Regions from separate parts of the Sus scrofa genome. Here regions 2, 3 and 4 are each linked to region 1. The links are chromatin contacts, called in public targeted proximity ligation maps. All regions are on one chromosome and are shown on one strand. The core of a region is the stretch at or near the end of the contact, and the rest is flanking DNA. Distances in the headings are between cores, read along the strand shown.

What was found.
Region 2: a targeted proximity ligation map of alveolar macrophages shows a contact between it and region 1. A contact is called at or near these places in 1 of 47 Hi-C or Micro-C datasets (embryonic fibroblasts) and 2 of 2 datasets of targeted methods (alveolar macrophages and skeletal muscle).
Region 3: a targeted proximity ligation map of alveolar macrophages shows a contact between it and region 1. A contact is called at or near these places in 1 of 47 Hi-C or Micro-C datasets (embryonic fibroblasts) and 1 of 2 datasets of targeted methods (alveolar macrophages).
Region 4: a contact with region 1 is called in a targeted proximity ligation map of alveolar macrophages. A contact is called at or near these places in 2 of 2 datasets of targeted methods (alveolar macrophages and skeletal muscle).

Annotation. Positions count from the first base shown.
Region 1 is chr3:93,832,016-93,838,106 of Sscrofa11.1, reverse strand. The region is part of intron 1 of SOCS5 (suppressor of cytokine signaling 5); the gene reads left to right. Among named protein-coding and RNA genes, the nearest start is that of SOCS5, 19 kb to the left of the region's middle.
Region 2 is chr3:93,658,327-93,664,515 of Sscrofa11.1, reverse strand. The region is part of intron 1 of LOC110260019 (a long non-coding RNA gene); the gene reads left to right. Among named protein-coding and RNA genes, the nearest start is that of MCFD2, 40 kb to the right of the region's middle.
Region 3 is chr3:93,703,837-93,709,801 of Sscrofa11.1, reverse strand. LOC110260144 (a long non-coding RNA gene) reads left to right here. Exons shown (of 3, transcript XR_002342994.1): 2 at 1-125; 3 at 1,111-1,609. Among named protein-coding and RNA genes, the nearest start is that of MCFD2, 86 kb to the right of the region's middle.
Region 4 is chr3:93,681,919-93,688,726 of Sscrofa11.1, reverse strand. No RefSeq gene overlaps it. Among named protein-coding and RNA genes, the nearest start is that of MCFD2, 64 kb to the right of the region's middle.

The sequences.
Region 1 (6,091 bases), core at 1,242-3,741:
TCACTGAGATCTCTGTGCTCTTTTGGGCTTCCCTTCCCTGTGGCACAAGTCAGGGTTTTCATGAGTCTTTGTTTCTCTTCTCTCAGGAATCACAGTCCTATGCTGACTGTTGTTGAACATCTGAAAATAATATTTCATGTATATTGCCCGGGTTAATGGTCTTTCACAGCAGGAGGTCTAGCCCAGTTCCAGTTAGTTATTCCATCATAACTGGAAATGGAGGTGTAGAACTTTATTTTAATGTTTAATTTTTCTTTATGATTTTTGGTATAGCATACTTTTTAGACTGTGGCTCCAAAAAAAGATGCCAGCTTATATTTTAATTTTCAAGCCATACAGAGAGATACAAAAAAGGAAGTTCAAAGAGAAAGAAAGAAAGGAAACAAACTCACTGTCCTCAAACCCAGAATTTACCATGGTTATCTTTAGCATTTTAGATCACTTATTACAGATATGCACATAGAGGGATAATTTATTTTTTGAATGGGTTTATGCAGTTCATACTATATTTAGTTAAAAGCGCTTAAATTTAATTAACAGGGTAAATTTGTTAAACAGAGCAACACTGGAAAAATGCCTCAACCACAGGTCAATATCATTAACTACAAGAGATATTTACTAAAAGATTTTTCTTTAGGATTATGAAATAAGATTGTGGAAAAAGCCTAAGAGGTTAGAATCACTATGTCATAGTCAGCATGCTTCAGTTTGTCTCTCATATAAAAAAGAATCAGAACCAAGTGTTGGCAAATATCTGCTGTTGGTAGGAGCATAAATTGGTACAAATTTCTAAATGGCTATTTTTAGCTCAAGCTGCTATAACAAAATACAATACATTTATGGTATTATAAACAACAGGTGGTTTATAAACAACAGTTTATTTCTTACAGTTCTGTAGGCTTGAAGTCTGAGATTGGGGTGCCATTTGGCTTCTGGTGAGGGCCCTCATCAGGGTTGCCGACTGCAGGGTTCTTGTATCCTCAGATGGCGGAAAAAGAGCTAGCTAGCTCCCTGACCTGTTCTTATAAGGGCACTAATCCCATTCATGAGGGCTCCATCCTCATGATCTTGTTAACTTCCCAAGACTCCACTTCCTGATAGCATCACATTAGGGATTAGATTTCAGCTCATGAGTTTGCGGGGGACGTAAATATTGAGTCCATTGCAATGGCAATTGGATAATATTCAGAATCCTAAAAATGTTCACATCCTTTGCCCAAAATCCCTTTTTTAGGAATTATAAGGAAATAAGATGTGCACATAAACATGAGTGTGTGTATGTGCTGTTCAGTTTAGTACTATTTATAATGTTTAATAATTAGAAGCCTCTTAAATTATTAAATTATGCAAGAGCCATATAACTAAATACTATAAAGCCATTATAAATCATATTCTTTAATTTTTGTTTAATATACTAATTAGAATAAAAATTGTTGGCAAGTGATAAAAACCATGAGCTTTAGGCTGTTTAAAGGTGTAAGGTAAATATTCACAATATAGTAAGCGAAGAAAGTAAGATCATGCTTTTGAGTTTCTTAAAAAGGAAATATTAATTTAAAAGGCTAATAAAATATACTAACTTGGAGTAGTTAGATTATGGGTTATTTTTCACTTATCTCATAGACTGTTTAATATTTTTCACATTTTCTGCAATAAGCATGTACTATGTTTGCAATCATACAAAAAATTTTTAAAATTCTGATAAAATTAATGTTTGGGAGTATAAGGGAAGAAGGATTTAAGTGATTGTAGTTTTTCCCATCTTAATCATGTCTCTTCTCATTTTTGCACATATTTAGCTTGAGCTTTATCAGTACAGATTTAGTGAAACAGACATTCTTTTTTTTTTTTTTTTTTTTGTCTTTTTGCTATTTCTTTGGGCCACTCCCGCGCATATGGAGGTTCCCAGGCTAGGGGTCGAATCGGAGCTGGAGCCACTGGCCTACACCAGAGCCACAGCAACTCGGGATCCGAGCCGCGTCTGTGACCTATACCACAGCTCACGGCAACACCGGATCGTTAATCCACTGAGCAAGGGCAGGGATTGAACCCGCAACCTCATGGTTCCTAGTCGGATTCGTTAACCACTGCGCCACGACAGGAACTCCGAAACAGACATTCTTATGCTATATGTGTAATATACATTCTAAACATTTTCCAATTTAAACAATCTCCCATTGTTCATAGTTAAAAGTCATAGGTTTCTATTAAGCACTGCTTTGTACACTTGAAGAGATTTAATACTGCTTTCTTTGCTTTTTATTGTTTTTCCCAGGGCTTTTTTTTTTTTTTTAAGTTTTTGTCTTGCTTTCTCAGCCACTGTTACTGCCACCTCCTTGCAGATGAGGATACCCTTATTTTAAAGAAAGAAGTCCTAGTCTTCAGTTTTCTCAGGAAAATATTATATTTGCTGTCCCTATCCCTGGCATCTTGAGCATATGGACCTGGTGCTCTTCAGGAACTTGCCCTAGTGACTCAGCCTCACATTTTTTGCTATATATAGAACATGTTAGAAATCCAGTGGGGAAAGTTAATATTCTAAAGAAGAGACAAAGGACTGTTGTGGTTAATGAACAAAGAAATAGACATTTCCTTCAGGGTGGTGCATTCATACCAGGCCTCAGAAAATGACCTGAACTTGCATAGTCTGGTAGCTGTTCCTCCTTGCAGTTGCAGATCCAGAAACTCATTTTGGTCAGGGAACCCGATTTTCTTGCTAAGCAGATTTACTGAAGATTCTTATGGGAAACAAAGTTAATGTCTTAATTTATATTAAGAAATAATACCAAGCCATAATAGTTTGATAGCTCACATCTTTATCATAGGGCTGCGTCTACCAAAAGGATGTGAACAGTTGGGTCCACTAATCAGATTGTGTTTTCCTGAAGGCTCAAGGCAGTACATTCTTCTTTAATTACCTTATTTTTAGGCTTTGTGAAGGGCTCTATAGCTGTGAGCACATTTCTTAATCTCCTAAGCCTCAGTTTTCTCATCATTAAAATTGTGATAATAACTGGCTCCTCCCTAGGCTTGTTGAGAACTGAACAAGGTAATCCATGTAAAGTGACTAGCCCAATGCCTAGCACCTACCTGCCATTCAGTACTTGTTTAGATGATTTATTGTCTTCTACTTCTAGGTTTGAGGTCTGGAAGTTAAGAAAGGCCCTCTTTATCTTTTCTTGCTCCCTGCAGGCATTGCTGGGAACTCCACTGCATGAGGTGGTGTTGAGGTACTAATACTACTTGATTTACAAGAAAATATTGTTGTTCAGAGTCGTAAAACTTCACTCAGTCTAGTGAAGAACCGTGATGAATCTTTGCATAGGTTGTGTTTCACTCTGAGATCTAGCCATTTTAATATTTTGAGACTAAGCTAAGAATCGTTCTTTTAAGGAATTCAGTAGTGTTTCCAATTGGCATTTCTAAAATAGCCTGATATTTCCTGTAAAACAAACAAGTTAAGTCCAGATAACAAATTTAATAAGCTGTTTTTACTCATAGCTGACAACTTAGTAAGGTTTGTGCTCTATAGTGAATAATTCTAATTTATTATATTCATGGATTGTAATGTTGTGAATGACCTGATACCATTCCCTTTCTTTCAGATGATCTTACTGAGGCCCAGAGATCCAGACTGAAACTAAGCCAGACAGCTGATGCGTCATAGGGGGTCCCTGGGACTGTGAGGTGCCAGTGCAGCTGGGCCCAGGACAGTGAGGCCCTTGATATAGGAGTTTGTACTCTGGAGAAGGCAAGGAGAGCGGCCAGCTCCTTTTGGGTGTCAGCATCCTTTCTTTCACGTGGTTGTGAGAAGGCGGTATTGAATTCAAGCAGCGAGCTTGCCATAGTCCTGAGTGGCAGACATCCCCGAGTGAGTCCCTTCTAGAAGGAGCCCCGGCCTGCCCCTCCTTGCTTGCTTAGCTGAATCCAAATCAGAGTGAATGAACAAATGTCCTTTTTGTGTCAGGTACCATGTCTGCTAACTAGGCACTGTGGAGCATTTGGGACTTACCCCAGAGTTTTTAATGGCAGGGCTGAGGCAGGACTCCAGCACACTCTCTTTGCTGTATACCAGTGCCTCCCAACATCGGATGAATTTACCTTCTCTTCTGAATTACCATTTGACTCACATGGGAAACTTGTTAAAGAATGTTTTGACATCTATTTATTCTCTAATTGTTCTAAATAGTATGTTCTTATTTACAGTTCTAGTGTCTCATTGTCTCATGAGCGTATATTGTGTCTTCAACTGAATCCTTGAGAACCTCTATACCATTTTGATCTCTTTCATAGGATCCTTAGGGCTTAAAATTTTAAGCATTCTGTAAATTGTTGATTAATAGGTAACTGTTTGCTATCAATTTTTTAATTGCACCAAACTTCACATTTTAACATACTTTCAACTATAGAAGGATCTGGATTTGCTACTTAAAGCTCGCATCCTCAGACAATTTAAGATCGAAAAGAATTATAAAAGTGCTGTAGTCGTGGAGTTCTTGTCCTGGCCTAGCAGAAACGAATCTGACTAGGAACCGTGAGGTTGTGGGTTCGATCCCTGGCCTGCTCAGTGGGTTAAGGATCTGGCGTTGCCTTGAGCTGTGGTGTAGGTCGCAGATGCGGCTTGGATCCAGAGTGGTAGTGGCTGTGGCTGTGGCTGTGGTGTAGGCCGGCAGCTGTAGCTCCAATTAGACCCCTAGCCTGGGAACCTCCATATGCCTTGGGTGTGGCCCTAAAAAGCAGGGGACAAAAGAAAAAAAAAAGTGCTGTTGTCATGTGAAAGAAATGGAGTGCTCTCACAGATAACTTACATTTCAATGTTTTAAGAACCAGGGAAAGTTAGGGGCCGTTAGGTTGGTACTTAATTTAAATAAATGACCTGGGGTCATCTGGTTGTGTTTTTGTTTTTTAAAATCACATTCTAAGATTTAACTTTTATGACAGCCATCAAAAATACATATGGTTATAGAAAACAACTCTTGAATTATAATCCTCTGTGTTTTCGTGTTTATTTCTTGGGAGGGGGAAAAAAAAGGAATATTTCATACCTCCTTAGGATGGTTTGCAGAGTGGTGCAGTTATGACCAGTCTTAATACTTGGTCCCAGTCAGCAGTCTCCCCCCCCCAGCTTTACTGAGGTATAATTAATAGTAAAAATTATATGTATTTAAGGTATAAAGCACGATGATTTGATACATACACACATTGTGAAATGATTACTGCCACCGAGTTAATTTACATATCCATCGCCTCACATAGTTACCCTTTTTTGGGGGGTGTATGTGAAAACATTCAAGAGCTGACCTGTTTGAAGATTTCAGGTATACAGTACAGTAGTAATGACTGTAGTTACTATGCCATACATTAGATCCCCCGAAACTCTTCATCTTATAACTGAAAGTTTGTACCCTTTGACCAACATCTCCCTGTTTTCCCCACCCCTCAAGCCCCTTGGAAACCACCATTCTGCTCTGGTTTTATTACATCTCATCTTTTCTTTATCCATCCAGTCAGCATTCTTGAAAGTATATATATTTTTTAATATCAAGAGGAGTCAGGAGTTCCCGTTGCAGTGCAGTAGAAACGAATCCGACTAGTATCCATGAGGATGTGGGTTTGATCCCTGGCCTCACTCAGTGGGTCGGGGATCTGGTGTTGCTGTGAGCTGTGGTGGAGGCCGGCAGCTGTAGCTTCGAGATCCCTAGCGTGGGAACTTCCATACGCTATGAGTGTGGCCCTTAAAAAAAAAAAAAAAAAAGAGTCAGATGATAAAATCTGGATAAACCATTGTAAATCTGTAATTGCTATTAGAAAAAACAAGGGACACACCATAATAATGGATAGCGATGTCATTTTAATTTCAAGGACTAAATGAGTATCTAGTATGAATGTGGAATTGTCATTCAGACTACTTTTTGACTTCATATATGCTCTATTTGTTTTGTCTCAAAATTTTTTTTTACATGGCGATATTCAATATTTATTTTTAGTTGTCATTAGGTACTAACAGCCTCTGGTTGGTTGAGGGATGTGTTTTTTCTGAGTCTAGGTTACCTATGCCTTATTTTTGTCTAATTTTTTTAAATTTAGTCTC
Region 2 (6,189 bases), core at 1,961-4,460, 170 kb after region 1:
CTCCCAGTACCCCCACTCCAGTGAGCTAGGTGACTGTTTTTCTTCTTCGGAGCTTACAGTGTGTTCAGCCATCTGACACTGTGGGCCTCGGGGACCTGAGCAGGCATCCATCAGGAGCAGCCTAGGGCCCACCCTCCACCAGCCTGGCTCAGGGTGTTTTGGCAACTTACACAAAAAACACACACACCCACATCCACAAACGAAAGCAGAGCTGTCTCCAGGACATGTGTCTGCCCCACTGTGGCTCAGTTTTATTTGTTTATAGACAGAACTGGCCTGCATTTGCCATCAGTTGAACCCTCCAATCCCCTCCACTCCCAACTCCATACTTGGGCCCATGCCCTGTGCACACCTCGGACCCCCAGGCCCCGCTGCCCAGCTGGCCTCTCTCCTCCTGAGCCCAGGGCACAGATCCCAGAGGCCCTACAGTGCCCAGCCTGAATCCGGTGGCATCTGCTGCGAAGACACTCCAAGGGAAAATGTGCCCTCAGATCAGCTGGGCTTGGGGTTGGAGCACGGGCCCAAGAGAGCAGGACTGTCAGGCTTGGAATCCAGCTGCTCCCCTTCTGCCCTATGACCTTGGGCAAGCTCCTTCACCTCTCTGCACCTGCCTTCGTTCTGTAAAATCGGGGTGCTGACAGTAGGGCTGTGGTGAGGACCTCCAGCTGCAAAGTACTTAGAGCACAGCCAAGTGCTAGATCAAAAGGAATAGCTATTATTATTATCATCTGTCTTCATGCTCCTTTGTGAAGCCTGAGCACTAAAGTCCCAGTGGGACCACACAGGGCTGAAGACCACCCTCCTTCCGGGCCAGATCCAAGGCCAGCCTCTCCCACTCACCGCACCCACCCCCACCCCTGCCGCTCAGGGTGTGTCTGACACTGACGAGTAGGGGACAATTTTCGGGCAGAGGCTGTCATATTCCTTCTCCCACAACAGGCACCGGAATCGAACAGCTCTTTGCTGTGAGTGTGCAGTTCACGGGCAGGATGGGGTGGGGGTGGCAGGGAGAGCAAGGCCTGGCCCTTGTGTCTGGTCAGCAGAGACTCTGGACCTCACTTCCAATGCCTAGATCCCTCTCTGTCCCTCCAGGCAGACTCCTCTCCCCACACCAGCCCCCCCACGATGTCTGAGGACCCATCTCTGGGCAGAGGGGCGGGGGCACCCCTGGTCCTGAGGTTGAGGTGAGCCTTCTGCCCCAAGCCTTCATCTTCACCATTTCTTTTTTTTTTTTTTGGCTGTCCCTGTGTATCTGAGAGGCACACATTTCTATGCAAGTTCCATCTCCTGCCACAGTCCTTATGGGTCAACACACAAGATTTCTAGCCGTTGATACTGTAACCTTGTTCCATTGCTTCCCCCCGCTCCCAGGACACATTACTGGGCCCCCTCCCATCATTTCCACCCAGGCGGCACTGTGCTGTTTCCCTGTCCCCATTCCCAAGCTCCTCCCTGTCCCTCTGCTCCCCACCCCCAGCACAGCAGTCTCACTGCCTTTCTTTAACTCCTCACCTCTGCCCTGTGGTCCTGCAGGAGGCTGCCTGCTCCCAGGTGCTGGCCTGGTGACCACCTCCAAGAGGAGGGAGAGGTCCAGTCTTTAGAAGACCCTTAGGGGCCTGACATCCAGCCAACCAATCTGTAGGCCCTGGTTTCTACGTTCTCTATAATTCATGTTTTGTTATTTAGCACTTTCTTATCAAAGAGCTCCTTCAGTCTCTGCAACAATCTGACAGACAAGGCCACACTTCAGGCTTCGCTTGTGAGTGGCTCTGGCGGGAGGAGTGGAAGTCCCAGGCTCCTCTGCCCACCGTGGGTTCCCGCTGCCAACATTAATTAATTGCTTTGAAGGATGGGAAACGGGAAAGGGAGAAATTCCAGCTTCCCTTTCAGACCAAGGATGCCTTAAAGGCATTCCTTTGACTGTCTCAAAGATAAAGGCCACATCTCCTCCAAACTGGGACATCCCCAAGTTACTGACCTACTGACCTGGGCATCTGGTTGCCCAGAACTATGGATGCTTGGTCTAGAAGGCAACTGCATCTCCAAACTGAAGGCTGGCCTCCGAAAGACAGTCTTTCTGTGCACCTCCACTCCAGGGTAAGAGGTTTTTTTTTCTGTTTTTTGTTGTTTCTCTTTTTGCCGTTTCTGGGGCTACTCCCACGGCATATGGAGGTTCCCAGGCTAGGGGTCTAATCGGAGCTGTAGCTGCCAGCCTACACCACAGCCACAGCAACACAGGATCTGAGCCGTGTCTGCAACCTACACCACAGCTCACAGCAATGTCGGATCCTTAACCCACTGAGCAAGGCCAGGGATTGAACCCACAACCTCATGGTTCCTAGTCGGATTCCACTGAGCCACAATGAGAACTCCCAGGGTAAACATTTAAAGTTCCCCTTCCCTAGGTACATCACATGGGACTCCTGGCTCCTGGCTAAAGGACTGGCCTCTTTTGTCCCACCCTCATCCCCCTATCATCCTAGACATCGCAGATCCACAGTGACTGCTTGATAAATCCCGGGGGCAGAGGCAGGAACCTGATCCTCTGGAACAGTGTTCTCAGGAGCAGCTGAAGAGAGTCAAGCTGCCAGCAAGGAGCAGGGCAGCCCCTCCCCTCGGGCTCCAGCCCTGAGTGCAGGGCCAGATTGGGGCGGGGGTGGGGGGGGATGGTAGCTGGAAGAGGGTAAAGGCGAGGACAGGGAATCAGCAAGTCACAAGGCCCAGGGTGGTGGGAGGAAGTGGCCTCAATGGTCCAAAACCCTCTCTGACTTTTCAACTGGGAATTTCTGCTCCCCACCTCACCCCCATATTCCTCACTCCAGCACACTAACCTCACTTTGCACAATCAATGGATTCCTGAAAAGATACCAAGAAATCGTTTGGTTTTTTTTGGGGGGGGGAATCATACCCTGTTCTGAATGCCCAGTGGGGAATGCTGTGTTGAAATACATCTTCTGTAAATCCTTGAATAAAGAAACCCCGCCTCCCATCACCCCTGTTGCCCAGATCAGGTGAGTTTCTCTAGAATGCTCCCTTACTTTCTACATCATAAGCTGCCCCCGTCCAGGCTCACCTGGTTTAGAGGTGGAGGTTGGGCTGGGGGGAACCCTCCCCCTCAGGGGACAGAAGGACAAATACTATGATGTTTGCCCTGTGCGGGCAGGACCTTAGTCCCACAGCGCTGTGAGTCACAGGCGATGAGTCACCCCTGCATTGTTTGTGTTGATGATCCTTAGAGGAATCAGTCAGACTGTAGGCGAAGCTGACTTTTCTCAGCTCACTCTGGGCTTGTGAATTTGCACGCATGCATGCCCGTGTGTGCGTGTGTGTGTGTGTGTGCATGCTTACACCCCTCACCCCCGGAGTGCACATGGGGCAGTATCTCCCTGTAAAATCACTATTTCCTAAAAATGACTGTCCTTCAATCACAAGCTTGTGTGTTAAAGATGACAGGGTCAAGACTGTAGAGTATAAGCTTCTGGAACCATCCCTTAGGTGGTTGGCTAATGGGTAGCTGGCTAAACAAAGCAAGGAATGCCTACATTGATGGATAACTATTCTGGTGCAGTGGGGAAAGACTGCTCCCTGCTCCCCCAAGGAGGGCACCCCCTCCTCTCCTGGGTCACCCCCCTCCCCATTTATCAATCACATCAAGCTGGTTTGGGGAAGTTCCCTTCAAAGCTCAGCAGTTAATGAACCCGACTAGGATCCATGAGGACGTGGGTTCAATCCCTGGCCTTGCTCAGTGGGTTAAGGATCTGGTGTTGCTATGAGCTGTGGTGAAGGTTGCAGACATAGCTCAGATCTGGTGGGGGTATGGCTGTGGTGTAGGTCAGCAGCTATAGCTCCAATTTGACCCCTAGCCTGGGAACCTGCATATGCCCTGGGTACAACCCTAAAAAAAAGGGATTGGTTTGGGTCTCCCCACTAGGCTGAGCTCCTTAGGGCAACAGCTGTAGCTCATTCATCTTTGTACACCTGGCACATCGCATTGCACATAATGGATTCCCCTAAATACTTTTGGGCTAATGTCCCAAGGCCAGTGTTGACCTTGACCCCCTCTATTCCTTACACGGTTAATGCACAGAGCCTCTCTGGCTTCGGTGGAAGCCTGCCTTCCCCTGGGCGGACAGGGCCAAGGGAAGCTGGTCTTCACAGGCCTCCCCAACCCCATCCAGGGGCAACTGAGGCAGGAAGGGGTCTGTTTTCTGATCTGGGGAGCATTCTGAAGAACACGAACCCTGCAAGCAGAAGGGCTTGTTTCTGAATTAGTCCAGACAGATTTGGCCACCAGGAACTAATGCTCCCTGGAGCTGGCCTCGGGAAACTCTGTTTAAGGAATAGAGGGTGTCTTAAACCCAAGGATGAGGGCCTAGAACTCATCCAAAAACATTTTCTATACAAATGTGGGTACAAGCATAATTTTTACAAATATGAAATCCACCTGCACATCCATGCTTGTTATTTCCCTTCAATGATTTATTACAAACATCGTTTTGGGTTAACAAACCTGGACTTCAAGCTTGACTCATTACTCGCAGTGTTTACATGTCAGGGTTACACGCATGTGCTCTGTCGTCTGATAGCTTACATGTCATTTTTTCCGTGGCAAACAACATTAAGATAGAATGCCATTGTCATCTCCATCAGACAGTTATTTACAGGAGCATCACTGGATGACAGGGGAGGCAATGGGGTTTTCAAGTGTCTTGAGGCCTAACATCTACCTTCTCTCCCAGGAAGGACTGCACCAATGAAGCCCCCTCTCCAGCAGCCGAGGATGGTGCGTGTCCTCTCATGTCTCACTGGCCTGGGTCCTGTGAGCCTGTAAATGATCTTCAAAGAGCCACACAGTCATGAATCGATTTTCCCCGCCCTGGCTGAAATACAACTGCACAGGGGACAATCCAAACTCCCTGGGGAGGGACTGCCACTGCCAAACGGCTTCTACCACGTGCCAGGCACGAGACGCGTTCATTCTCATTTCATCCCATGAGGTAGATGCTACCGTTCCCATCTCAGAGATGAGCAAGTAAAGGTTCAGAAAAGTTGAGTGACTTGTTCAAGGTCAAACACAACTAGGAAGAGGCCAGGGTCAGGTTTTGACCACAGGTCTGAGGACAAGGCCCATGACCTTTCTCCACAGGGCTCCTGGTGACACAGAATAATCTGGCCTTAATCCACACCTCCCAGCCTCATGCCCTCCTTGGCCTGGCCAAGTCCCCCTTTAGCCACTCTAGTCCCCTTCGCAGGGTGCACACCCCATGTGAACATGGCCACTGCTAGATGGTGGAATCAAAGATAATTTTTTTCATGGCTTATCTCTGCTTTCTACTGTTTCTTTATTAAATAAGCAATGTTTAACTTATTTAATAAAGAAACGGAAAGTACTATCTTTTTGAGGTGGGAGACATGCCTGCAGCATACAGAAGTTCCCGGGCCAGGGATTGAACTCATACCACAGCAGTAACCAGAGCCACAGCAGTAACAACACCAGATCCTTAACCTGCTGAGCTACCCGGGAACTCCAGATAGGAGTTTTAATTAAATAAAAACCTTAAAAGGTCCCCTCCAGTGCTTCCCAATGTCCACACACACATACACACACACACACACACATGCTATGACAACCTGGGGTTGGTGGGCCACAGGCTCTAGGCAGGAGAGAGCAGAGCATCTCAGAAACATTCTGTGACCTTCCAAGGCCATGAGGGAAGCCTGGGGTCAAGCTCACCCACAGTCAATTCTCCCACAATAGGCCACTGGCCTTTGAGGACGTCCCTGAGCTACTGCTAGCCTCCTCTCCCTCAGGGGCCCGACCTTCCCCGACTCAGGCTGGCTGTCTCCGGCATAGACCCTAGACTAGCCAGGCCCTGGGGACAGAGCTGGAACCAAATACTCCAAGCGGCTGCAGTTAAATGGCCAGACCTTCCAAAATAAGCACAGGGAAGCTGAGGAAGCCAGGGCTGCCAGCATCAAGGAGGGAGTCAGCTGAGGGCAGCGGAAGTGTGGGGTGGGGGCAGAGGCAGAGCCTGGGAACGCATTGCTCAGGGGGAGACAGGGCAGCAGTGGGGGTTGGTCTAGGAAAAGGGTAGAAACTAGGGGACAGGATAGAGAGCAGGGCAGGGTCTTTCCCCAGTACACCCACATCCACATGCATCTACCGGAATGTATGCTCACTTGGGACTT
Region 3 (5,965 bases), core at 2,677-5,176, 130 kb after region 1:
CCCATCACACAGGCCACCCTGTCAGCTCAGACCCAGGGTCCTGAAACCTCCCAGAGGTGAGAGGGCATCCAGGTGAGACGGAGGGAGCACGCTGATGCCCGATGAGCCACACAGCGCTGGACGAGGTAGGGGTGGGGTGCTCAGAAGGCCCCTCTGTCTGCTGTGCCGCTCTTAAGGCCCCTCCTTCCTCAGGCCCTCCTTCCTGTCCCGGCCCACCTGCCTCAGGTACTCTCTGCATCTTCTGACCATGTCTCCCTCTGCATCCTTGTCACTTTGTCCCTGCTTCTTCTCTGTCTCTAGCTCCCTCTTCTCCTGTGTCTGTCTGTCCCCATCTCACTTGATGGCTTCACTATGTTCTCGGCTGCCTCTCCCACTGTGTCTCTCGGACCCTGCTGGCATGTCTCTGCCCCACTCATCTCCTTCTGACCATTTCTCTCACCCTCCTTCCCCTCCACGCCCCTCCCCTCTGCATTCATTGCTCTGGGTTTTGAAACTCACTTTGCATAAATCTCCTGAAAGGAAGGAAGGAAGGTAGGAGGGAAAGAGGGAGGGAAGGAGTAAGAAAAGAAAGAAAGGAAGGGAAGGGAAGGAGGGAGAGAGCAATAGAGAAAGAGATGGAAGTGAGGGGGTTTCTATGGTAGTTCAGCACAAATGAATCTGACCAGCATCCATGAGGATGCAGGTTCAATCCCTGGCCTTGCTCAGTAGGTTGGGGATCTGGCGTTGCCGTGAGCTGTGGTATAGATCACAGACGTGGCTCAGATCCCACGTTGCTGTGGCTGAGGTGCAGGCCGGCAGCTACAGCCCAATTCAACCCCTAGCCTGGGAAATTCCATATGTCACAGGTACAGCCCTAAAAGGAGAAAGAAAGAAGGAAAGAAGGGAAGGAAGGAAGGAAGGGAAAAAAAGGAAAAATGAATGAAAGAAAGAAAGGGAAAGAAAGAAAGAGAGGAGGGAGGGAGGAAAGAAAGAAGGAAGGAAGGAAAGAAAGAAAAAGGAAAGAAGAGGCACCAGTTCATTTTTATCAGTGCAATGAAACCCTGGTGACTTTAGAATTTGGCCACAGGGCCTGCTCTGCTCCCTGCTGCAGCTTTTCCTCTGTTCCTCCAGGACAGCTTGTGTTGGGGGACCCTCTCTGTGTACCAGTCAGAGACGCCAGCTCCAGTGCAGCTCCCAACTGATTCCTCTATCAGGTCAGAGCAGAAACACACCAGCCACAATACACGCCCCAAAGGCACAGCCAAGCATCAGGACAGAACAGGATCCCACAGGGGCCAGGGTGTGTTTTCAAGTGGAGTAAGGTATTTATTATGGACTGAATGTGTTCCCTCCAAATTCATATGTTGAAGCCTTAATCCCCAGTGTATTTGGAGGTGGGGCTTTGGGGCAGTTAGCAGGTTTTGGTGGGTGGGTGTGCTCCCGTGGATTAGTGCCCTTACAAGAAGAGGAAGAGAGACCAGAGCTATTTCTCTCTGCCATGAGTGGATGTGGCAAGAAGGTGACCGCCTACAAGCCAGGAAGAGAGCCCTCACCAGGAATGGAGTCAGCAGCATCTGGATCTTGGACTTTCCAGCCACCATTCTATGAGAAATAAATGTCTCTCGTCTAAGGCACCTGGTCTATGGTATTTTGTTATGGCAGCCAGAGCTGATTAAGACACTGCCCTCTATGGGGAGACAGCAGCAGCCTGGTCAGACCTGGACCAAGGCCAATCCCATCTGTGCTCTCTGCCCTCACCTTGGCTTTCATAGCCTCTGGCTTCTGCCACACATGCTCCAGCAGGGATGTGAAGGAGGCCCCCTGTCCCCAGGGCTGGGCCTGCCTGAGGGCTGGCCTCCAACCCAGGAGCCTGGGAGCCTCACTGACTTGACTACAGAGGGCATGAAAGGCCCAGGACTGGCCCCTGGGTTAGCACAGGATACTGACCCGCTCTGCTCCTTTTGTGGGGAGAAGAAAGGAAACAGGCACTAGGACATACCCACCATTCTCTCATCACTCTCCTGCACCCTAGGAGCATCTGCGTGCTTTTTCCATGCTCAAAGGCTCCAGTCCCCAAGCTCGCATGTCCTCGGCTCACCATCCACATTCCCCACCCACATAAGACCATCACATTTGGGGAGCTGCCCGGAGAGTGCAGGGCAAATTCCTCCTCCTCCCAGTCGAAACTTAGGCCTGTGTCATGGTCATGGCAGCTACTGCTTTTTGAACATCTAAACTGTACAGACACCTACAGTTCACTACGAACTTCCTCCTGCTACATCATTTCACTGGATCCTCACAACAGGATTATCTCTGTGCATCTCTAGGGGACACCAAGGCTCTGGAGGTTAAGTGACCCCACACTGATTACAGTGAACGCAGGGTTGACCCCCTGCTCCCAGGGCTGTTCCCTGGCTAGCTAGCCTCCTGACACAAAGCCCTGCTTGGCCAAGACAACCCTATTAACCCAGAGGCACACAGAGTGCCTTCCTGCCTTTGAGCCTTTGTTTGGTCATTCCCTTGCCAAAAACGCTCTTACCCATTCTTCCTGCTCATTTAAATCACACTCATCTTGGGAGTTCCCATTGTGGATCAGTAGGTTAAGAACCTGACTAGTATCCATGAGGACAAGGGTTCGATCCCTGGCCTCACTCAGTGGGTTAAGGATCTGGTGTTGCCATGAGCTGTGGTGTAGGTCACAGACGCAGCTCATATCCCACGTTGCTGTGGCTGTGGTGTAGGCTGGAGGCTAAAGCTCAATTTGACCCCTAGCCCAGGAACTTCCATATGCTGCAGGGGCAGCCCTAAAAAAAAAAAAAAAAAAAATCATGCTCACCTTTCACAGCCCTGCCCCTGCCCCATCTCCACCTGAAGACCTTCCATTGCCGTCATGGAACCCACTTGTACTCAGCACCATGGAGTTTAATGAGTACAGTAGAGCCTGCTATTTGTGCCTCAGCATTCATTTTCCCCTTCTTCCTTGGTAATGGAACCCTTAAATTTTAGTGGGGTACATGGCTGCCTGGATGATAGCTTGTATTTCCCAGTTTCTATGTGGTTAAATGTAGTCAGGTTCTTGCCAATGGATATAAACAGGGTGTCATTTATGATTTTGGAGGAAGGATTCATAAAAATAGAGATGTCCTTTTTCTTCCCTCCTTTCCTACTTTCTGCCAGCTGGAATGTGGACGTGATGGCTGGAGCTCAAGCAGCCATATGCGGGCCATATGATGGATGCCAAGTTTGTGGTTGGCAAAGCAGCATGACTCAAGGAACCTAAAATCCTGATGATCATGGAGCTACACTACAATCACTAGGCTATTTACTTCCATACTTTGTTTATCTGCAGGGTTAGCAGACTTCCATTTTGTTTAAGCCATTATTATTTTGAGTGTTCTATCATTAGAGCCAAACAAAATCCTACTTGGTACAAAGCAACTACTAACAATTTTGTATTGAGCACCCGGAAAGAAAGGAATTTTATTTTTTTATTTTTTTGGTCTTTTTTTCTTAGGGCTGCACCCGCAGCATACAGAGGTTACCAGGCTAGGGGTCAAATTGGAGCTGCAGCTGCTGGCCTATACCACAGCCATAGCAATGTCAGATCCAAGCCACGTCTGTGACCTACACCACAGCTCTTGGCAATGTTGGATCCTTAACTCACTGAGTGAAGCCAGAGATTGAACAACTGGACCAGGCACTGAAGATTCAGTAGTAAGACAAACTCTTTTTCTGCAACACATTGACTGTCTATTGGGAGAAAAATACAAGTAAATGAAAATAACTTGCAATGTGATAATAATGCTTTATCATCATTTTAAGATGGCTTCATTTGTATGAAACACTGTTTTTTATGTACCATCAAGAAAAGTAACACTGCCATTCAACTGAGACAGGATGCCTTAGTAATTGTCCCATGTGACGCATGAACCAGTCACACCAACTTCCCATTACTTTGAAATATTTTATTATCTATGCCAAGGGGTTTCATAATATCTCCAGCCTTCAGTTGCCTTGCTTCAAATGTGGCAGTCCATCGTTCGCGAAGTATCTCATTAACAAAATATAACACAGCTTCATCTATTTGTATCTGCCTTTCTGTCCCATAAAGCACTTGGTTGTTGCTTTGGAAGAAGCACAGACTATGGGGATTCCTCTGATGATGAATATCTGCTTCGTTTATATTGCATTTTTGCCTTGTCACTCTGTTTCATGTCTTTCTTTGCACTCAACATTTCATTCCTCTGCTGAATCACAGCATTCTTTTCCGTTTTTTGTTTTTTTGTTTTTCTCTTTTTTCCTTTTAGGGTCACACCCAAGGCATATGGAGGTTCCCAGGCTAGGGGTCCAATCAGAGCCACAGCCGCCAGGCTATGCCACAGCCACAGCAATGCCAGATCCGAGCCACATCTGCAAACTACACCACAGCTCACGGCAACACCAGATCCTTAACCCACTAAGCAAGGCCAGGGATGGAACCCGCAACCTCATGGTTCCTAGTTGGATTTGTTTCCTCTGCGCCACGATGGGAACTCCTGAATCATGACATTCTTAAAAGCAGTTTGAATGATAGTTAAACTCAATAGATAAAATTTTAAGAATGCATAAAATTCTACTAAAGAACAATTGCCAAGTTCATACTCAAGCAAGCAGTGATAATGATATGGGGCTGAGAAACAGTGATTATGAGATGCTTTTGATTGTAAGCACAGCTCCATCTCAGATGTGAAGATGTGGGTTGGGGGGAGTACATCTCGAGGCTGAACAGGGAGGAATGGGGAATGACTGCTTAATAAGTATGGGGTTTCCAGAGTTCCTGTCATGGTACAGTGGAACCAAATCCAACTAGGAACCATGAGGCTGTGGATCCGATCCCTGGCCTTATTCAGTGGGTTAAGGATCCAGCATTGCTGTGAGCTATGGTGTAGTCGCAGACACGAATCAGATCCCGAGTTGCTGTGGCTATGGCGTAGGCCAGCAGCAGTGGCTCCGATTAGACCCCTAGCCTGGGAACCTCCATATGTCATGGGTGCGGCCCTAAAAAGCAAAAATTATATAAATAAAAATAAGTATGGGGTTTCCTTTTGGGGTGATGAAAATGTGCTAGAAATAGATAATGACGATGGCTGCACACACTGTGAATGGAATAAATGCCACTGGATTGGTGTCTTTTTAAGTGATTAAAACAGTAAGTTTTACATTATGTAAATGTTACCACAATACAGAAAAAGTCTTATATTTGATGAAAATGGTAGCTGCTTTTATTTAGAAATTCCAAACACTTGTTCTAAGTACATTATATCCATAAGCAATGAAATCCTGCCAATAACTCTCTACCATAGCTAATAATAATCACTAACACTGACCATGGACATGTCAGTGACTCAGAGGCTTACAGGCACCAGTTCACTTATCCCTCACAACCCTATAAAGTTCAGTCACTTCTGCCATAATGTTTGTTTTGAAATACAAATTTGTTCCCATACGTGTGGGATATGAGGGAATAATGTGAGCATAATGCAAGTTTCCCTTTTGCTCATACATGACTTGGTCCATGAGAAATACTAGGTCTGGGCTGGCAACCACAGCCCTATGGCCAGCTGCCTATTTTTATATATAAAGCTTTATCGGACACTGGACACTCATTACTGCTAGACTATGGGTGCCTCCATGCCACAACAGCAGAGTTGGATCACTGCCACAGAGACCATAAGGCACTGCAAAGCTCAAAGTATTAATTATCTGGCCTTTTAAAAGTTTGCTGAGCCCTGTGTTCTGTGAACCCAGAAAACTACACTCAGCTGAATGGAGCCACAGAGACAAAACATGTTGGTTCTTCAGTAAGAAAGACTGTCATTGTTTGCAGGCAACATGACACTATACATGAAAATCCTAAAGATACTACAAATCCTAACAAAACCAACGATTCAACTGAAAAATGGGCAAAAGACCTGAATAGACATCTCTCCAAAGAAGATATACAGAT
Region 4 (6,808 bases), core at 1,502-4,001, 150 kb after region 1:
ATGTCCTGGTGTCCTACTTCTCAGCATCAACATATGATGCTTTCAAGAGGTCTCACAAATAAAAGGATGTGATATTTATACTATACATTCATATACATAGTGGAATATTATTCAACCATAAAAAAGAATGAAAGCCTACTGTCTGAGACATGGACAGAGCTAGAAGTTTACTAAGTAATAAGTAGAGACATGTTGATTTATTATGTTGATCTAAAAAATAAGTCGGAGACACGTTGAGAGGGTGGCAGAGAGGAAGCTGATTGAAGCTCTAGAGTATGTGAATCTAAAAACTAAAAAAAAAAAAGAATAAAAAAAATAAAAAATAGTCAAAAGTAAAAAAAAAAAAGAAACATAAACACCTGTCAGTGATAATCTACTTATGTCATGGAACATGAAACATCATATATGCAGAGTCATGGTCATCAGTTCCTAACGATAAGAAATAGAATGCTTGCGACGGATGATGAAGAGCAAGAAGCTTTTTAAAAGTCTGGATTGTATGTGGGTGATTTTGCACTTCTGGTATTGCTTTGCATTCCTGCGCATCACTGGCCGTAATGTTGGTGCAGTCATGATCCCAGTGGAATCTGATCGAGCTTCATATCCTGCATACAACACTAGTTCAATGACTTCAGCATGACACCAGGTGGTGAGCTGTGTAGCATGCAGAATATTGTTTTATTAGCAGAATTTCAGAAGTTTCTTGTGAGACTCCTGTAGTGCCTCTGAATTCTTTTATCTTTTCTTTTTTTCGAGCTGTGGTATATTAAAAAAAATACACAAATGAATTGCAAAAAAAAAATTAAAAAAATTAAAAAAAAAAACAAATGAACAACTACAACAAAACAGAGACAGAGTCATAGAGAGCAAACAGGTTGCCAGAAGGGAGAGGGATGTGGGGAATGAATGAAATAGGTGAGGGGAATTAAAAGGTACAAACTTGCAGCTGCAAAATAAATGAGTCACAGGAATGAAATGTCTACCATGGAGACCATGGCCAATGACAGTGTAATATCTCTGTATGGTGACAGATCATAACTAGACTTATCATGGTGACATTTTTTAATGTATAGAAATACTGAATCACTATGTCATGCACCTAGCACATAACATAGAGTTACAGGTCAATGGTACTTCAAATTTTTTCCATTCCCTCAAAAAAAAAAAAAAAAGAGTAAAAGCAAAGATGAAACAGTACTTTAAGAAGGATTATAAGATGGTGGGGGAGTTCACGTCACGGCTCAGTGGGTTAAGAATCTGACATACTGTCCATGAGGATGCGAGTTCGATCCCTGGCCTTGCTCAGGGGGTTAAGGATCCGGCGTTGCCGCAAGCTGCAGCATAAGATCGCAGATGTGGCTGAGATCCTGCGTGGCTGTGGATGTGGCTGTGGCCAGCAGCTGCAGATCTGATTCGACCCCTAGCACAGGAACTTCCATATGTGCAGGTGCAGCCTTAAAAAGAAAAAAAATACATATATCATGGGAAGTTTCTTTGGTTGTCTGTCTCTGAAGGATGCAGACGTCGGAGCATCTTTTGGGGCTGGAGGGAAGAATCCAGGGAAGCAGGAGGTGAGACAGGAAGAGTCACATCCCAGTGCCAAGCACAGGAGATTTCCATCCCCACAAATGAGAGAATCAGGGAGGTCAGGACTGAGAGGGACGTGCACATTTAACACCTCTCTTCATGGATGAAGAAGAGGGCAGAGAGAGGAGTGGCTTGACCAGGCCCCCAACAGCTGTTTGCTAACATCCAATCTCCTCCCTCTTTCTGAGCGTTGGGACTACAGCGTGTTCCCTTGGCAAAGACAGTTATTGTTTTTTAAACTGGCTTTATTCATGTCTCTACATGTTTTAAAACGTCTCTTCTTCTTTTCTATTCCTGTGCCCTTTCCCGGCTTCCCTGGACACAGTGGCTCATGAACCCCATGAGCGGGGCTCCTGCCAAATGCGGCCAAGGAAATGGGAGCGGCCACTCGACCGAGCAGACGAGAAAGGAGGTGCTAAAGGGGTGCTGGTCCTCCAGCTCAGCCGGGACCAGAGCATCCCCACCCAACTCTGCACATTCCTCTGTCTCCAGCAGGAGCTAGGGGGTCTTGCCAAGTTCCTTGCCAGTATGGTTCTAAGTAAGATCCTGGCAATACTGTCACTTGCATGAGATTCGTCAGGCTACAGATGAGGAGAGCTCGGCTTCTCTGAATTGGCATGGACAGGTGTGCAGCTGACCTCTGCAGCTGCCCAAGTTGATGCTTTGGGGACACTGGAACGATCTCGGCATCTTCTCTGCAGTCCTGGCACTTCCTGATTTTGTGGGGTCTGACGGTGGCTTCCCCGACTGCCCTCATCTAGCCTTCCCATCAGTTGTGTAAGCCTCTAAATCCCCACTATGAAAACTCCATGTGCTTGGGGTACCCTGTGTATGTGGCTTCTGTTTCTCTGTTACCTGAACCCCAACTGGCACAGGTAATGAAGGCATGTCAAGTGATGTGAGGGAAAAAAATCCCTCTGGAATGTAAAAGGTTCCTCCTAGAAAGTGAAACCTTTGATGTAAAGTGAGGAATTGGCCCCTGGGTTTGTTTTTTGTTTGTCTAGTAGGAGCCATCGTGGGTGTGCGGCCTTGGAACCATGAGGTTAACATCAAAGCTCTCCTCGGAGACATGTTCCAGCCAGGAGAACCCCCCTGGCCCGCCCTTACCCATCACGAGATCCAAGAAATTGTGGCCAGCAGGGCCAGCTCAAGGGCGAGCCTGCCTTCCCTCCAGGTCTGCTGACACGCACGGGGAAAAACTAGAAGCCACAAGGGAGTCTGGAGTAATCTCTCTGAGTATGGCCATTCCATTTTGTAAGAGCAAGGGAAAAAAACAAGTTTACATTCCCTAATTTCTATTAAGAATGGGAACAAACGTTAATCAAGTACAGCCAATCTCTTAAGACAAGCTTCCGCTGATGTGTTGGGTAAATGATAACATTGGCTGTCTTTTATTAACATTTTCCTATGTACTACCTGAAGTTGTTTCGTACTGTATCCTATTTAATCTTCCCAACAATACCAAGGCGAGGGTAGCATTGCCCCGGTGTCATAGAAGCCTGACAGGTCAAAGCCGCCTGACTCCTGAGCCATCCTCTTTCCACTGAGTCATTCTGCTTCTCTTACTAGAAAAGAGGAAAGAGAAAGGCAGCAGAGGAGGAAGAGAGAGAGAGAGAGAGAGAGAGAGAGAGAGAGAGACGGACAAAGAGAGAAGTGAGGGAAGCGGGCCAGGGGTTATGGCGAAGTTGAAGAAACTTCTCACCACCACCTCTACTCAGACTGTGTGCTTGTGAATGTTCCCCCTGCTCCTGGCTGTACCAATGACCTGGGTAACCACTGTTCACAGCTCTTCAGCTGCTCCTTATTCTCAGGCTTCCTGAGCCTCCCATGTGAATGGAAAAGGCCACAACAATCCACTGGGTAAAAACTCTTTGGGCTGCCCCACTGGTGCTCAGAATAATGTTACACCAGAGGCAGATTCAATCAAGCAGATTAAATCAAGCCCTAATTCCTCGGTTAATGGGGGACAGGGAGCAGGTTTGCCCTTGTGCCATAGGGTAGCTGGTGGCAGCTGTCTTAGATACTCTTCTGCCTCTCTCTCCAGACTCTTCTCTAAGCACCCGCAATCCCACCCTGGTATCCCACACCCCCTACCCCTGGGCTTACGATCACGAGATAATGACAGTCTCAGAGGGCCCGTCCTTTCTCCGTGACCTGTGAAAAGGCATCTTGGTTGAGGACAGGGCAGGGGCTGGTCTTCCTGGAGCCCTCCAGCCACACCTTGGCCCTGGTCCCTCCCTGGTACATGCAAGGCCGGGCTGGGGTAGGGACGACCAAAGGGACACTGGAGAGCTTGTCCTTATGTCCTGAGATCCTGGATCCCTAGAGAGCCTGTGAGCCAATCCCTGCATTTTAGCAACAAAGAAACTGAGGGTCAGAGAGGTGAGGGCAGAAGCCCGAGGCCACACCGTCTGCACACTGCTCAGAATCCCGACACCCAGCCCAGTGCCCTTCCCTCTGGCAGCCGTGCGTCTCCCAGGGCCCCAGCGCCCAGCAAGCCAGTGAGAGCCTCACATGTGATTATAATTACCGTGGGCTTGGCCTGAGCCCAGCCACACTGCGAGCACATCCAGGACTGGTCGCGGGCCAAGTTTCCATCTCAGTAGAAAAATGACAAGGTTCAAGGGATACACGTTAATCCCAAACACAAGAGCAGGAAAGAGTGGGGTGAGGGGGAGAGGCCAGCTAGGATCTCTCGGGCAACGTCAGTCCACCAAGGACTCCTGAGACCCACCCAGGAGGCAGAATGCAACCCCCTCCCAGTCCACAGAGAATAAAAGGCCGTGTGCCCACTAGGGGACCAGGACCACCCTCCTGGTGGGCATTGTAGTTCAAGAGCCATCTCGGGATTGTTTGTGGCGATAAACCCTGCTGGGTCCCAGGTTCATGATGGAACTCAGCTGGCGAGACTCGGCCAGGCACCCCATAGATGTCACCCCCCGACCCCCAGTAGGCCCCTTCCTTACACTAAGCATTCTCCTCAGCCTTTGTGTTTCTATCTTTCAGCATCAACATCTGCTACCACAGATAAGGAAACCAAGGCACCAGGATGAAGGATGGCCCGAGGCCAGGTAGCCAGAGGAGCGGGGATGGGCTACAACACTGGCCAGTCTGGCCCACGGCCTCCCTCTTGATGCTCTTGAGCCATGGGTGCAGCCCGGGCTGTGTTTAGGGCTCTCCTGCTTCCTCCTACCCACCCATTTTCCGCATCTGAAAATTTACGAGCTGTTGGCTTCATCTGCTCTACATCCACTGAGTGGCCCTGGTAGGGTCCCAAACTCCACCCTGGCTGCCAACTTCTGCCCCTTAATAATGACACTGCACATCCTTGAGGCTTCTAGACTGTTCTGTCAGCCCTTTCACCCTTGAGACAAAAGTTCCTTCTTTCCTCCCAGACTTGAAGCAATCATGAGTAACACATCGCTCCCAGCTTACCTCAACTCCCAGAACTCCCATCTGCAAGCTGTGCTCAGTTTTGGCCTCAGAGAGGTCAGGACCTTTGAATTTTTAACCTATGATATATGTGCATCTACCTTTTGGAGGGCTTCTAACAGGTTCAATGATATTAAGAGAACCACGGCTCTCTGCCCTGGGGGCAAAGGAGTTAACACTTTGCTGGAACTCTCCTAACCCCAGGGGATATGCTAAAAAACCAATGGAGGACAGCAGCCATCAATTAAATATCAACTGACAGGTAGGGAAGAGCTGTGGCCCCAATGGGAACAATGGACTTTTTGATGATTAATGTCTCTGAGAGGTATGAGTCCTCAAAAAAATGAGGTCTGCCTCAAAGAAATGTGCTTATTTACACCGGCTTCTAGACTGGCTGAGGACAGCCCAGGGCCTGCAGCCAGGCATCCAAGCAAAGGGGCAGGCAAGCTCCAGAGTGCAGCTTCTTGCCGACTAGGGGATTTATGGGCTTCCTGGACGGGCCAAGCAGCCTGGTTTTGAGGCCAGCAGCTGGGCCAGGAGGTTGGCTGAGGTTTTCTTAGAGGCTCTGCAAGCAGTCGGGCCCTTGGAGAAAATGCCTTTGACACAAGGGGGTGTTACCTGATCTTCCTTCTCCTCCAGGGGCAAAGCCTCAGCAGGGGCATTTTCCCTGACCGGGCAGGGGCGGGAGCCATGGGGGTGGGGCAGGGAGCAGAGTGTGCAAATGAAGCATTATTCCCCAAAGACCATCTCTCTCTTTTTTCTGCTTTCAAAAAGCCCCAATGATGACTTTGTGTTTGCGCCAATCTTGCTTTTTCAAAGAGATGAAGAAAGAAGATGTTTTTCCAAGTGTCATTATAAAAACCCTAAGGCTGGAAAGATATGGAGGAAACCTCTTCCTCCTGGTTCTGCCTCCGCAAGTATAGGCGAAGTCTATGCAGCAGCGGGTAGGGGTGCTGGTCTGTGAATAACTTGCCAGGGGGATATTCCATCCACAGCCCCGAGGCCCCCAGTCTCAAGACACCCCTATCTGCAGTCTATTCACATCCCTATTGCTGGAGTCAAGGTCCATTTCTTCCTTTCAGTCCTTGCGGGAACTGGACAAGGGCCAAGAGACTAGAAGAGCTGGTGATGTGGGTCCTTCTAGAGTCTGAGGGAAGGCAGGTTTGGGGGGGGGAGGTCTCTGTCACCCCAGGGTCCCTGGTTCTTAAATCTGCACTGTCCCATGAAAGGACAAGCCCTAGAGCCAGCAGCACTGCTGTCTGAGCAGCATGGCTGGTGGTCATCTTGCTAAGCAGATGGTGTCAGTCTTCTGGTCTTGCGCTGACCAAGAAAAACAGAGTGGGTGTCCCACTCTTGTTTGAAAATGTGCTTGGTGGGTAGGGGGCAGGAGTTGAGGGGGACAGAAAGCATCTTATTCTCTCCCCCATCTATCAAAACTATAAATCTATCAAGACTATAAATCTCAACTTCCCCAAGGTAAGGTAGAGGCGGGCTGCAGGGGCCCAGGGAGTGGGTGTCCGGCAGGAGAGGCTGGTCTCTGGCAGTCCCTTTAACTCCGACACCAGGCCCTGGGGGACCCCCATCACCCCACAGCAAAGCTCTCCTCGCTCCCACAGCCACTCCCAGCCCTGGCCACTCAAGATGACTGGATTTAGAGATAAGAAGCAGATGGGGAGTTCTCGTCGTGGCACAGTGGTTAACGAATCCGACTAGGAACCATGAGGTTGCGGGTTTGGTCCCTGCCCTTGCTCAGTGGGTTAACGATCTGGCGTTGCCGTGAGCTGTGGTG